Linked DNA regions of Canis lupus: region 1 is linked to region 2. Evidence: chromatin contacts called from public Hi-C data. All regions are on one chromosome and are shown on one strand. Each heading gives the region's core, a stretch centred on a gene start, on an enhancer-like site or on the middle of the called end of the contact. The rest is flanking DNA. Distances are from core to core; before and after follow the strand shown. Region 1 holds the start of TCHP (trichoplein keratin filament-binding protein). Region 2 has its middle 50 kb from the start of ANKRD13A.

The links. Hi-C and Micro-C count contacts between places; a contact is called where the count stands out from the background.
Region 1: a Hi-C map of blood shows a contact between it and region 2, with 2.0 times the contacts expected there. The contact joins the promoter of TCHP here to the enhancer-like site in region 2. A contact is called at or near these places in 2 of 9 Hi-C or Micro-C datasets (amygdala and blood).

Annotation. Positions count from the first base shown.
Region 1 is chr26:17,591,126-17,597,203 of UU_Cfam_GSD_1.0, reverse strand. It overlaps TCHP (trichoplein keratin filament-binding protein), which reads left to right and starts at 2,664. Exons shown (of 14, transcript XR_005379282.1): 1 at 2,664-2,817; 2 at 4,165-4,358; 3 at 5,168-5,378; 4 at 5,989-6,045.
Region 2 is chr26:17,467,027-17,472,975 of UU_Cfam_GSD_1.0, reverse strand. No RefSeq gene overlaps it. Among named protein-coding and RNA genes, the nearest start is that of ANKRD13A, 50 kb to the left of the region's middle. Within about 2 kb of position 1,810, at least 2 of the 20 cell types and tissues checked have an H3K27ac peak or open chromatin away from gene starts, as enhancers often do. A contact at or near this core is called in blood, where this site is marked.

The DNA of each region.
Region 1 (6,078 bases), core at 1,415-3,914, 120 kb before region 2:
CAAGATCCTGGAAACACAATCTGAAGAGGAAGCAGCAAGCTCTGAAGGTTGCGTGTAAATCCTGGCTTGCACAGTCCTGGCTGTGTGACCTCAAAAGAGTGTCTTGGCTTATCGAGGGTCTCAGTTTCCTCCTAGACAGAATGGAGGCAGAACTCCCAGGGGCTGGAGGAAGGCTTACGTGAGGGAATATATCCCAAAGTGTCTGGCACATGGTATTCAAATAATGTTAGTTCTGTTTCGTCTTTCTTTTTGCTTTCTTTCTATGTTATGCTTCCCTATTTCTTTAGAAGAAGAAGGGGTTCAAAAGCAGGTAATCTACTCATTCCTTCCCAACAAATATTTATGGTGAGCCTACTCTGCGCTGGATGCCCTGAGGATAGGAGGGAAGGTGGTGATCCCTGCTGCGAAGGCCCGGCCTAGGACCAGACAGGGTGAGGCTTCTACCACCTTCCTTGGGGCAAGGACACCACCCTCTGAGGCTCAGTTTAGACAACTGTAAAACAGGAATGATAAGGGGTGCCTGGGGTCAGCTGGGTGGCTCAGTGGTTGGGCATTGGTCTTTGGCTGGGGTCATGATCCCGGGGTCCCAGGATCGAGTCCCACATTGGGCTCCCTGCAGGAAGCCTGCTTCTCCCTTTGCCTGTGTCTCTGCCTCTCTCTCTGGGTCTCTCATGAATAAATAAATAAAATCTTAAAATGAAAAAAAGAAAGGAAGAAAACAAGGCTCAGGGAACAGAGGGGACTCACTCAAAAGGCATAAAATCATAAGCCAGGTCTTCCCCTACCCAATGCACATATTTCTTTCCACCCCCCCACCCCAACATCCACATATTTCTGAAGTTCCTACCACATTCACAGAGACCCACCAACAAGCATTTATGTATTGGGCTCTTCTGCTGGGCTGACCCCAGGGGGCAGCTGCCTCCCTGGTCCACTGGGGACATAATATGGGAAAGTGGCCATGAGCCTGGCCAAAGAGATAGGGGCCAACAGGAGGGGCCATGCATGCCTCATGCATGGGGCAGGGCTGATCCTGGGTCAGCACGAGTGGAGTCATGGGAGATGTGAAGAAAGAGTACTTACCTGAGATGCACCAGGTGCTCTGCTACCGTGTGCTCTCCACTGAAACCTTCATTTTGTCCCATAAGGGCAACTCTAAAAAATAGCACTGCTGGTATTCTTGTTAAAAGGTAAACTGAGGCACATTAATTTTTTTTTTCAAGAGTGTACTTGGAATATATCAATTTTAACTGGGTAGTGCCAGGCCAATGTGGGTAGGAACTCTCTGCCACACACAGGACCTGGGGGAGAGCTTTTTATTTTATTTTATTTTATTTTATTTTATTTTATTTTATTTTATTTTATTTTATTTTATAGAGAAGAGACAAAAGCAAAGCAAGGAAATCATTTTATTGGCTACAGCTTAAGTAGTTGCTTTATTTGGGCAAGGCTAGGTGGCTGTTTGACCTCACGTTTACTTTTTCTCAGATTTGAGAGCCTTGATTCTGGTGTTGGTTTTGGTTTGCTTGCTGGGCTAGCAAGGCATCAGAGCTGCCTCATCTAATGGTCTCCCTGTTCAATTACTTGACCATTCTCTTTTCCCAGAGAGGTGAGGTGAGGTGACCTGCCCGAGACCTCATAACTGGCTTGTGGGGGGGTCGGAATAGAGGCCAAAATGTTCAAGATACTGACTATGCTGTACCCAGAAAAAAACCCAGACAGATGAAAGAGAATGAAGGGAGGAATTAAGAGAATTAAACATGAAGAATGAGCAAACAAAAGAGGATAAATGAGTGAAGTCATCTTTATGACTTTTTTTAAGGTAAGTTTATTTAAACAAAATTTTAAACTATGCTTTATGGCCAACATGGGGCTTGAACTCATGATCTAGACATCAGGAGTGCGCAGGTTCCCCCAAATGAGCCAAGTGCACACCCCTTTACCACCGTTTTCATACATAAAATAATACATGGAACACATGTGAGTCCTGAAGCACCAATGAACACCCTTGTACCCACCACCAAGCTAGACAACAGTTACCAATAGCTTGTATGCACTTAGGTGACCGTTCTTGGAACCCGGGGCACACTGAGTGCATCTGGGGGCCCGACAACCCTGACAACTGGAGAACCTGATGGGATCGGCCTGGAGTTTGGTTCTTGCATCTGAATTTATTTGTTTCTTGTTTAAAGGCATCTGGACTTAAAAAAAAGAAAGCTCTATTTACTCCTGAGAGACACAGGCAGAGGGAGAGGCAGGCTCCGCGCAGGGCGCCCGACGCGGGGCTCGATCCCAGGTCCCCAGGATCACGCCCAACCGCGGAGCCCCGCAGGCGCCTCGGCAGCGGCCGTTTAAGACCCCCCCCCCCCCCCCCGGGTAATCTCCGTGTGCAGCCAGGCCCGAGACCCGCCCAGTCCTCACCTCGATCACCACCCCCCACCCGCGCCCTCCCGGGTAACTACCATCCTGAATTTTGCCTAGTCGTGAAGAGGCTTCTTTTTGCCTTCATCCTTCCTTGGTTCCGGGACTAGCGATGTTTGGGATTGATCTCCCGCCCCACCGCGAGAGGGCGCCAGAGGAAAAAAAGAAAAACCCAAACCAGCCTCCTTTCTCTCCGCGCGTTTGGGATCGCGCTGGAGGCAGCTTGGCCCTCGCGGCGCTCCGTCGTCGATCCGTTGCCCGGGCAACGGGCGGGGAAACCGCCGGCGTGGGGGCCGTGCGGCGCCGGGAAGGTGGCGGCGGGACGGGGCGGGCGTGGCTGGGGCATGCACGAGCTCGGCGGGGGCGCTTTTCGGAAACTCCGGGGCGCTGAGAAACGTGAGTCGGACGGTGGGCTCGGCCGGGCGGGTGTGGGCGCCGGGACCCCGTGGCCCCGCGCGGGCGGGAACCGTGGCGGACGTCCTGGGGCCCGGCCTCCCCGCGCCGTCCCCGCGCCGTCCCCGCGCCCCCTGCGGCCGTCCTGCGCCCTCCCCGCACCCACCCTGCGTCTGTCCCGCTCCCCCCCCCCCCCCCGCGCGTTCCTTGCGCCCCCTGCGGCGGTCCTGCGCCCTCCCTGCGCCCTCCCTGCGCCCTCCCTGCGCCTTGCTCTGCAACTCCTTTTGTCTTAGGAGGCTGTCTTAGGGGCTGAGAGAAAGAGGCGATCCGGGACCAGTCTTGTTTCTTGATTCCTGGTGCAGAGCTTTTCATGGGGTGCTTTTGGGGCAGGGAAAACGTGATGCCAGTCCGCCCCAGTTTCAAGACAGGCTGTAAACTGGCAGCCGCAGACCATGAACGCACATTATGTTCTTGCAGGTCTGAGCACTGAGTTTGAGGCTTGGCCTGGACCCAGACTTCTAAGCATATTCAGGAAACATTCCATGAGCACTGTGGTAGCCAGACACTGTGTAGGCCCTGCCCATCGGGGCAGCCCTGGGGTCAGGGAGAGGGGTGCCTGGACTGAGACTGCTGCCTGCTTTCAAGTCTCCATTGTGTCCCCGTTTTGCGTCGTGACCTGGGCAACTCGATTCCTTTCTGGGTCTCAGTTTCTCCATTTCTAAGTGGAGGAATGTCACCCCCGTGCTAATCCAGAACACTTCCAGGTGTGACAGCCAGGCTGGAGCACTCCCTGGGGGTTGCCTGACCCAGGGCCTGTTGGTCCCCATGGGCAGCCTATTGACATCTACAGAGCCCAGGCCCTGGTCTGACACTGGCGTGAATTAGGTTCCCAGCCCTTTCATCTCTTCTGCTTCCTGGCTCTGTGGTCTTGGGCAAGTCACTTTACCATTTTGAACTTGAGTTTGCTCACCTGCCAAATAATGGGGTGATTTTAACAATGAAAAAGATCATGTATGCCAAGAGCTTGGCACATATATACATTCCTGAAATCGTTATCCCTGTTACTTGGTGGAGAACATAGAAGCCCCCAAGTGCTTGGGTCAGCATTGGTTCCAGTCTTCGTCTGCAACGCCCTTGATGATGTCTGGCTCACAGCTGGGTGCAGTCCAGGCTCATTTAAAATAATGATATGCAAGTCATTTTAAAAATGCTGATGCCTGGGGGCGGGCACTAAGACTTCTGGTGTCATTGGTTTGGAGTGGGGTAATTCCAGGGGGCAGCCAAGGGGTGAGGACCGCTCATTAGGGAGCTGCAGCAGGCCCATTTTCGTACCATTGCCATTCTCTTCAGATGGCACTTCCCACGCTGCCCTCCTACTGGTGCAGCCGGAGGCTCCTGGACCAGCAGATGGCCCGACAGCGACACCGAGAGCAGGAGGCCCGGCTTCGGCAGCAGTGGGACCAGAACAGCCGCTACTTCAGGATGTCTGATATCTGTAGCTCCAAACAGGCGGAATGGAGCTCCAAGACCTCCTACCAGCGGAGGTACCTGCTGGGACCTTGGTGGGACAAAGGCAGGAAGCCACTTGTTGGTTACGGCTTGTGGCTTTAAGAACCCCTGGCGGGGGATGGGAAGGTAGAACATGGCTTAACAGCATGTTTTCTTGAATTTGCTGGACGGCATAGATGACTTGCATGGTGATGTTTACTGACCATTGAAAAGGAAGATCATCATGAAATGATATGTTTGCACTGAAAAGGAGAAAAGAATAGGAAATACATGTAGAATTTGGGAGTCTCCTGGTAACCCTAGATCCCCTGAGGGAACTACAATTAACAGTCTAATATGGATCCTCCTGTGCTTTTCCCCAGTTGTGTGTGTATAAATATACATATACATGTACATCCTTTGTTGCAGAAATATGTGTAAAGATGTGAAAGTTAAAAGCATAGGCTTCAGAGTCAGACAAACCTAGATGGAAATCCTGACTGTGTCACTTGCTGTAGGAATGAGCCTCAGTTTCTTCTTCAGTGAAGTAGGGCTACAACAGGACCTCCTTTGTAGGACTTTTGATTAATAGAAAGCCATCCATGTACATAGTATCTGGTACATGGTTACTGGTCAAAGTTAGCTGGTACATGCATATATGAGACCACTGTACATTTTCTTTTCACAAAAACCAGATTCTGTTATGCATAGTGTTCTGTGACCCGCTGTCTTTGCTTCGGCTGGAAGACACTTGCCCGTGTCACCATGTCATGTCCGCCTCAGCCTCCTTTGCCACGCATCAGAGCAGAGCATGCCATGTGTGGCTCTAGTGCGGCTGATTTAGGGAGGGCTCCCTCTCACCCAGCATGTATGCCTATCAGCGTGAGAAGATGAAGGAGGAGAAGAGGAAGCAGCTGGAAGGCAGACGGGAGAGGCTCAGGCAGCTGCTGCTGGAGGAGCAGGAGCTGCTGGCCAGAGAACTCGAGGCGCTGCGGTTAAGCATGGACTTGCGGGAGGGAAGAATCCGGGAGCGGCACGGCAGTCTGAAGTCGGCCCGAGAAGAGCAAAGAAAACTGGTAACTTCTAGCCCTTTAGGAGCAACAGAGCAGGAGTGTCCCCAGCTTGTCAGTGACATGTGGGATCACGGCTGGGCACTCTGGGCTGATCAGACAGCAGTTAACTGCAAAGCCAGCAGGGGGAGGTACTTGTGCTGCATTGTTCGTGATGTGTGTTTCGCACAAGCCACCTCTGTTCTCTTTGGCCCCTTAAATCATTATGTCAGAGTCCTTTGTCTTCATTCCAGTCCTGTGGTCCCACAAAGGCTTGGCACTGGTGTATTTTATCTTCCAAGTAGTTGTGGGGAATGGTGAGCACCAGTCTGTGTATTTAAGCCTGCTGTATATTTTGCAGCAGATCTGTCACATCTGGGACGCATCTGTAGCATCAGATCTTGGCACCCTTCCATCACTATTGTGGGAGTCATTTGTCAAGGCTGTCTGGTTCCACTCTGATGTCTCCCAGAGCCGGGGGTGTAAGGCAGGCAGGAGGTCTGAAGGGCAGGTGCAGTGATGGCGTGCCAGTGGAGGGGCTCTCAGCCTGAGCTGAACTTCCACTGGGAGTTATCCAAAATATGAATGGATTTGAAAAGTGAAATCAGGCTTCCTTTTTTGTGTGTTTTCTTGACAGATTGCTGAACAACTTTTGTATGAACATTGGAAGAAGAACAACCCCAAACTTCGAGAGGTGAAAATCTTTGATTTGCCTAAGTAGATGAAA
Region 2 (5,949 bases), core at 561-3,060:
ACATTTTGAAAATGTTAAAACTCCAGCAGAAGTGGAGTGTCAGATGATGGCAGAGGGCTGGCTTCCAAAAAAGTTATATATTTAAAATACAGCTGCAAAATGTATATTTCAGCTACATTTAGAGCAGAGAATTAAGAGGCTTCTCCTGTACCATTTGTCCTTTCTGGTTTTTTTTTTTTTTTTTTTTTTTTTGTCCCTTCTGTTGTTGATTAAGGTTTTGCCTTTTTAAAAATTTTCCTCACACAGAATCATGTTTATGCTTTTGTGTACTGAGACAGGGTGAAATTTACTTTTGTGAACATTTTAAAACCATCAACTCTGGCAGCTTTTGCCTTTTGTCAATCTGAGAACAACTACTTTGAGGACTTCTAAAGTTACACATTTTGTTTGTTTGGTGACATCAAGTCACAACTGTGTTCCAGAAACTTGTGTCCCTGGCCAGGGAGTTTACTGTGCAAATGAACCTTTTTTTTTTTTTTTTCCAATAATCCCCTTTCAAAGTTTGTGTTAAGCTTTGGGAACTAACTCCAATGACAAGTAAACAATTTGGAACCTGTCACCAAACACTTTTTTCCAATCAACAGGAAACAAACACGAGTTTGTTTGTCTCATTCTCTACATTTTGCAATTTGTGTGGAAAGGCTCTTGTCCAGGGAGTAGGCAAGGGCAGGGTAAAGGATCTTTGAAGAAATTACTCTGATACATATTTGTGTGTATGTATGTATCAGAGTAATTATATATATAATTATATATGTACATATGCACATATATGTATCAGAGTAATTGTATATGTAATTAAATATATTAAAATTAGATATATTAAAATTAGGGATCCCTGGGTGGCTCAGCGGTTAAGCGCCTGCCTTCGGCCAGGGCGTGATCCTGGAGACCCAGGACTGAGTCCCATGTCGGGCTCCCTGCATGGAGCCTGCTTCTCCCTCTGCCTGTGTCTGCCTCTCTCTCTCTCTCATGAATAAATAAATAAAATCTTAAAAAGAGATATTAAAATTAAAATACATATGTATATATATTTGAAACTATCAAGATTTTTTTAATTTTTTTATTATTTATTTATTTAGTATATTTTTTTATTGGAGTTCGATTTGCTAACATATAACACCCAGTGCTAGTCCCATCAAGTGCCCCCCTCAGTGCCCGTCACCCAGCTACCCCATCCCTCTACCCACCTCCCCTTCCACTACCTTTGTTGTTTCCCAGAGTTAGGAGTCTCTCATGGTTTGTCTCCTTCTCTAATTTTTCCCATTCAGTTCCCCTCCTTTCCCTTACAAGTCAGTCGGAGAAGGACAATCATTATACGGTTTCACTCATACACGGAATATAAGAAATAGTGAAAGGGATTATATGGAAAGTTACCCTGATATTTACATTTGCTGGATACTCAGTATTTCCTTAGGGGCTGTGATAGGTACTTGTCTTTGCCTCAGGACTCTAAATACCAACTCTTCCACTGAACTGGGGACTGAAGAACACGCCTAAATCTAGATTTGAAGGAGTTAAGTGAGACATTTGCAATGCAACAGAATTGACAATGATTGCATCATGCTTAGATTATGTGACTTGAAGCCACAGTTTTTTCTCTGTACATTCTAGGGTCTGGAAAGCCGCCACGACCCCATCATTTTCCTTACCACATGCTTCTAACTTTCCTTTTGGAAAGTCTGTTTATTTTCCTCTCTGTACCCAGAACTGCTCCAGCAAAAGTAGAATAAGGTGGTTACAATATAGATTCTTGAGCCAAGATGCTAGGGGTCAAATTCTCACTTCCCTTTTTTCTAACTATGTGTCTTAACCTCTATGGGTCTTGAGTTCCTCTTTTGTAAGATGGATGTGATAACAGATATTCTGCTTCGTTGGGCTGTTGCAAAGGCCAAATGAGATGATGCTCATGTGTGGCGAGTGTTTCTCAGACCCAAAACTCACTTCTGGGTCAGTTGTATGCTTAACCTCCCTCCTGACTGTCAGGGTTCATTATAGTAAGGATGTGAGTTCGTATTTATGTGTGTTGGTTTGTATATGATGACAAAGACTAGAAACGCCACGTGTCTCATCTCTGCAGAGTTAGGCTTGATGCAAATCCTTTGGTAATTTGGTAGTCAGTCCAAAGACAAAGAGATGCTGCCTGTTTGAATGGCCTGGACTTTAGCTGGAGGGCAGGTCAGGATTAGGAAGTGCAATTATGGAGACCAGCATGTTCTGTCTGCCTTAGTCCTTGAGCTCAGGCCCCAGAGTATGTCTTTCTCCACTAAGGGACAGGAATTGGGCAGACTGACTCAGACTTTGAGCCCTGGTTTGGCTTCTCTGACCTCAGAAACACATCCAGATGCTAGGGTTAAAGACATAAAAGGTGACCTAGTGAGCAGCTTTTGGAACTTACCAGTGAGGGAGATCACCAGCTTACCATCTTTATCCAGTTTTTTTTTTCTTTCTACTCCAGTATCAAGACAATGGCTAACCTGAAATCTTGCTTTTAGCAAATGTTTTATTTTATTTTATTTTTTTGATGTTTTAATTTAATTAATTTATTTATTTTTATTTTTATTTTTTTAATTGGAGTTCAATTTGCCAACGTATAGCATAACACCAAGTGCTCATCCCATCAAGTGTCCCCCTCTGATGTTTTAGAGCACTAGTATAAATCGGGAACTAGGCTGCCTATAATTCATCATCTTATATATTTTCTTTTTTATTATGAAATATAATTGAGATACATCCAATATAAATGATATACATGCAATGTTATGTTAACTTTAGGTGCACAACATATTGATTTGATAATTCTTTTTTTAAAAGATTTTATTTATTCATGAGAGACACACACAAAGGCAGACATAGGCAGAGACTCGATTCCAGGACCCTGGAATCACAACCTGAGCCAAAGGCAGATGCTCAACCACTGAGAGAGAGAGAGAGAGAGAGAGAGAGAGAGAGAAGGGGGGGAGAAGCAGGCTCCATGCAGGGAGCCTGACGTGGGACTCAATCCCGGGTCTTCAGGATCAGGCTCTGGGCAGAAGGCAGGCGCTAAACCGCTGAGCCACCTGGGCTGCCCGACTTATTTATTTTATATTTGGAAGTTTGTACCTCTTAATCCCCTTCATCTATTTCACCCATGCCCTACCTACCTCCCCTCTGGCAACCATCAGTTCGTTCTCTGTATTTAAGAGTCTGGTTTGTTTGTTTTGTTTCCATATATTACACATATGAGTGAAATCACACGGTATTTGTCTTTCTCTGACTGACTTATTTCACTTACCATAATACCCTTTAGGTCCATCCATGTTGTTGCGAATGGCAGATATCATGGTTTGTTTTTTTTTTAATGGCTGAGTAATATTCCTGTGTGTGTGTGTGTGTGTGTGTGTGTGTGTGTGTGTGTAGACACTTGAGTTGATAGACACTTGAGTTGCTTCCATATCTTGGCTATTATAAATAATGCTGCAATAAACATGAGGGTGCCTATATCTTTTTGAATTAGTGTTTTTGTTTTCTTTGGAAAAATACCTGTTGGTGACAGAGGAAGCAGGGTCTGGAGGATTAGCAGAGTCCTGGGGTAGGGTGGAGGGGTCCCTCTAAGATGAGATGGGGCTCTGTGCCCTGCCACTGCATGGTCCAGGGAAGGATGAGGAGTCTGTAGAAACTAGATTTGGGGAGGAGGGAAGGAGCAGAGGAGGTGCCCACTCCGCGCCAGTGCAGCCCACTCCCGCTGTCAGCCAGATCTTAGTCCAGGCTGCTCAGATGGTTGCTCAGAACAATAGTCAGTGAGCCATTGAGGGTCCCAGACTCCATTCATTAAATTATCAGAGCACTAGCCCAGGTGGCCACTTTCCTGGTTAATTCACAGTAGCTGCTCAGCCAAGGTTGGTCAGTTGAAGGGAAGCTAATTCTTGGCAGAGCCTTCGTGTGAAGGTTGGTTTGGAAGGTCCTGGATTCTGAGTAGGTTGGGAGCTGAGCAGACCAAGACCACTCACTGGTCACTGAGAGCGGTCAGCTAGTCCCTGAGAAGGCTCCATGTGAGACAGCTGGTAGCGTGAACACTGGCGAGGAGGGCCACATTGGGGCTTCCCCTGGCCCTTCTGAGGGGCTTCACTTGGGGATAACTGCATTGTGCTTTGGGTCAGGAATTGAAACCCAGAAGTGGGAGGCTGAGTCAGGGTTTAGGCCCTTTTCTCAGCTCAGAAAACTCTTTTGGGTCATCAACTGTCTCCTGTAGAAATCTTGAGAAATATTTTGAGAAAGAGTAGAGGAGCCCTTCGTTTGTGTATAGGGCATGACCTAGAGGTCCCGGGTGTTCAGGGACCCCTGTCCTCAGGGTACTAACTACATTCCTGTCCCAGACTCCTCACGTATTAGTATTGTGAATCTCTGCATATCTCCAAATTTCAGTGCCATGAACTCTAGAGTGTGAGTTACATGCTACAGGGCTGACATGGAGGTCACAGGAGATGACAATAAATATGCCTTAGGAGTGGTAAGGGATGAGGAGTAAACCTCCACTCTCCCGGCTCTGTAGCCATGCAACACCCCTCTCTGGAGGCAGCCACTACTCGAACACTTACAGAGCACTCAAGAAGCAACAATTATTTTCTAAGGGATTTCCCTGAATTTAATCATTTTTAGCACCATACTGTAATACGACACAGGAGGTTCTTTTTTTTTTTTTTTTTAAGATTTTGTTATTTATTCATGAGAGACACATAGAAAGAGGCAGAGACAGAGGCAGAGGGAGAAGCAGGCTCCTCGTGGGGAGCTTCATGTGGGACTCAATCCTGGGACTTGGGGATCACACCCTGAGCCAAAGGCAGACACTCAACCACTGAACCACCCAGGCGTCCCAACACACGCTGTGTCAATAAAATACTTCATTCCCCAGACCTTGTTCTCTCATATTTGCCTTTTGTAGAACTCTGAGATGTAAAAAAGAAATTGCACAAAATTGGACTTGTCCTCCATGAGATTCTTCTCTGGTCTCCAACTCCCTCCAAAGATAACTCAGTTCTGGAATGAGATTAATCCACAGGGGCTCTTTATGTTAAAGGGTTTCTTCCCACTCTACCAGCATTCACTTCTTTAATATGATTATATTTTAATTTAATTCTGGGAGAAAAGATTTTTACTGATGACAGAAAGGTTGCCATGGATGTTTCTATTCAACATTGAACCAAAATTTCAAAAGGAACTACACTTTCAGAAAATTTGAATTTGAGTATTTACAAATTTCAAGAATTGCCTGTGTCCAGTAATTGTACTTTTTCTTGTCTTTTAGACAAAATCAGACATGTATATTTAATTTCATTAATATTACTCTACATGTCTATTACTACATATATATTAATCCGTATGTATATTTGTAAAATATTCATGCTTAATCTTTAAACTACACCATGGGAGGTAAAAATTCCCATTTTAATTTGACTCATATTTTTTTAAGATTAAAACTTTCAGCTTTACTAATTAATATTCATCCTTCACTAATATCTAATATAAATTCTCATTCATTTTAGCTCAACTATTTAGAATATGTGGGTTCAGGCTGATGGACATAACCTATTTGATAAGGAATCATTGGGTACCAAGCCAAGGGGGGATAGGATTTGGCTATGCTTAGTCTGCATCCTATGAGATAGATTCTTCTCTTTGATTTTATTGTAACTCAGTGACTAGGAAGAAGAAATCTCTTTTTTTTTGGGGGGGGGAGATTTTATTTATGTATTCATGAGAGACACAGAGAGGCAGAGATATAGGCAGAGGGGGAAGCAGGCTCCCTGAGGGGAGCCTGATGTGGGACTCCATCCCAGGACCCCAGGATCACGCCCTGAGCCAAAGGCAGATGTTCAACCACTGAGCCACCCAGGGATCCCAAAAAGAAATCACTCATTGCTATCATGTTTTATTGCACAGTGAAATATAAAAATATAGGTGTATCAAAAACCA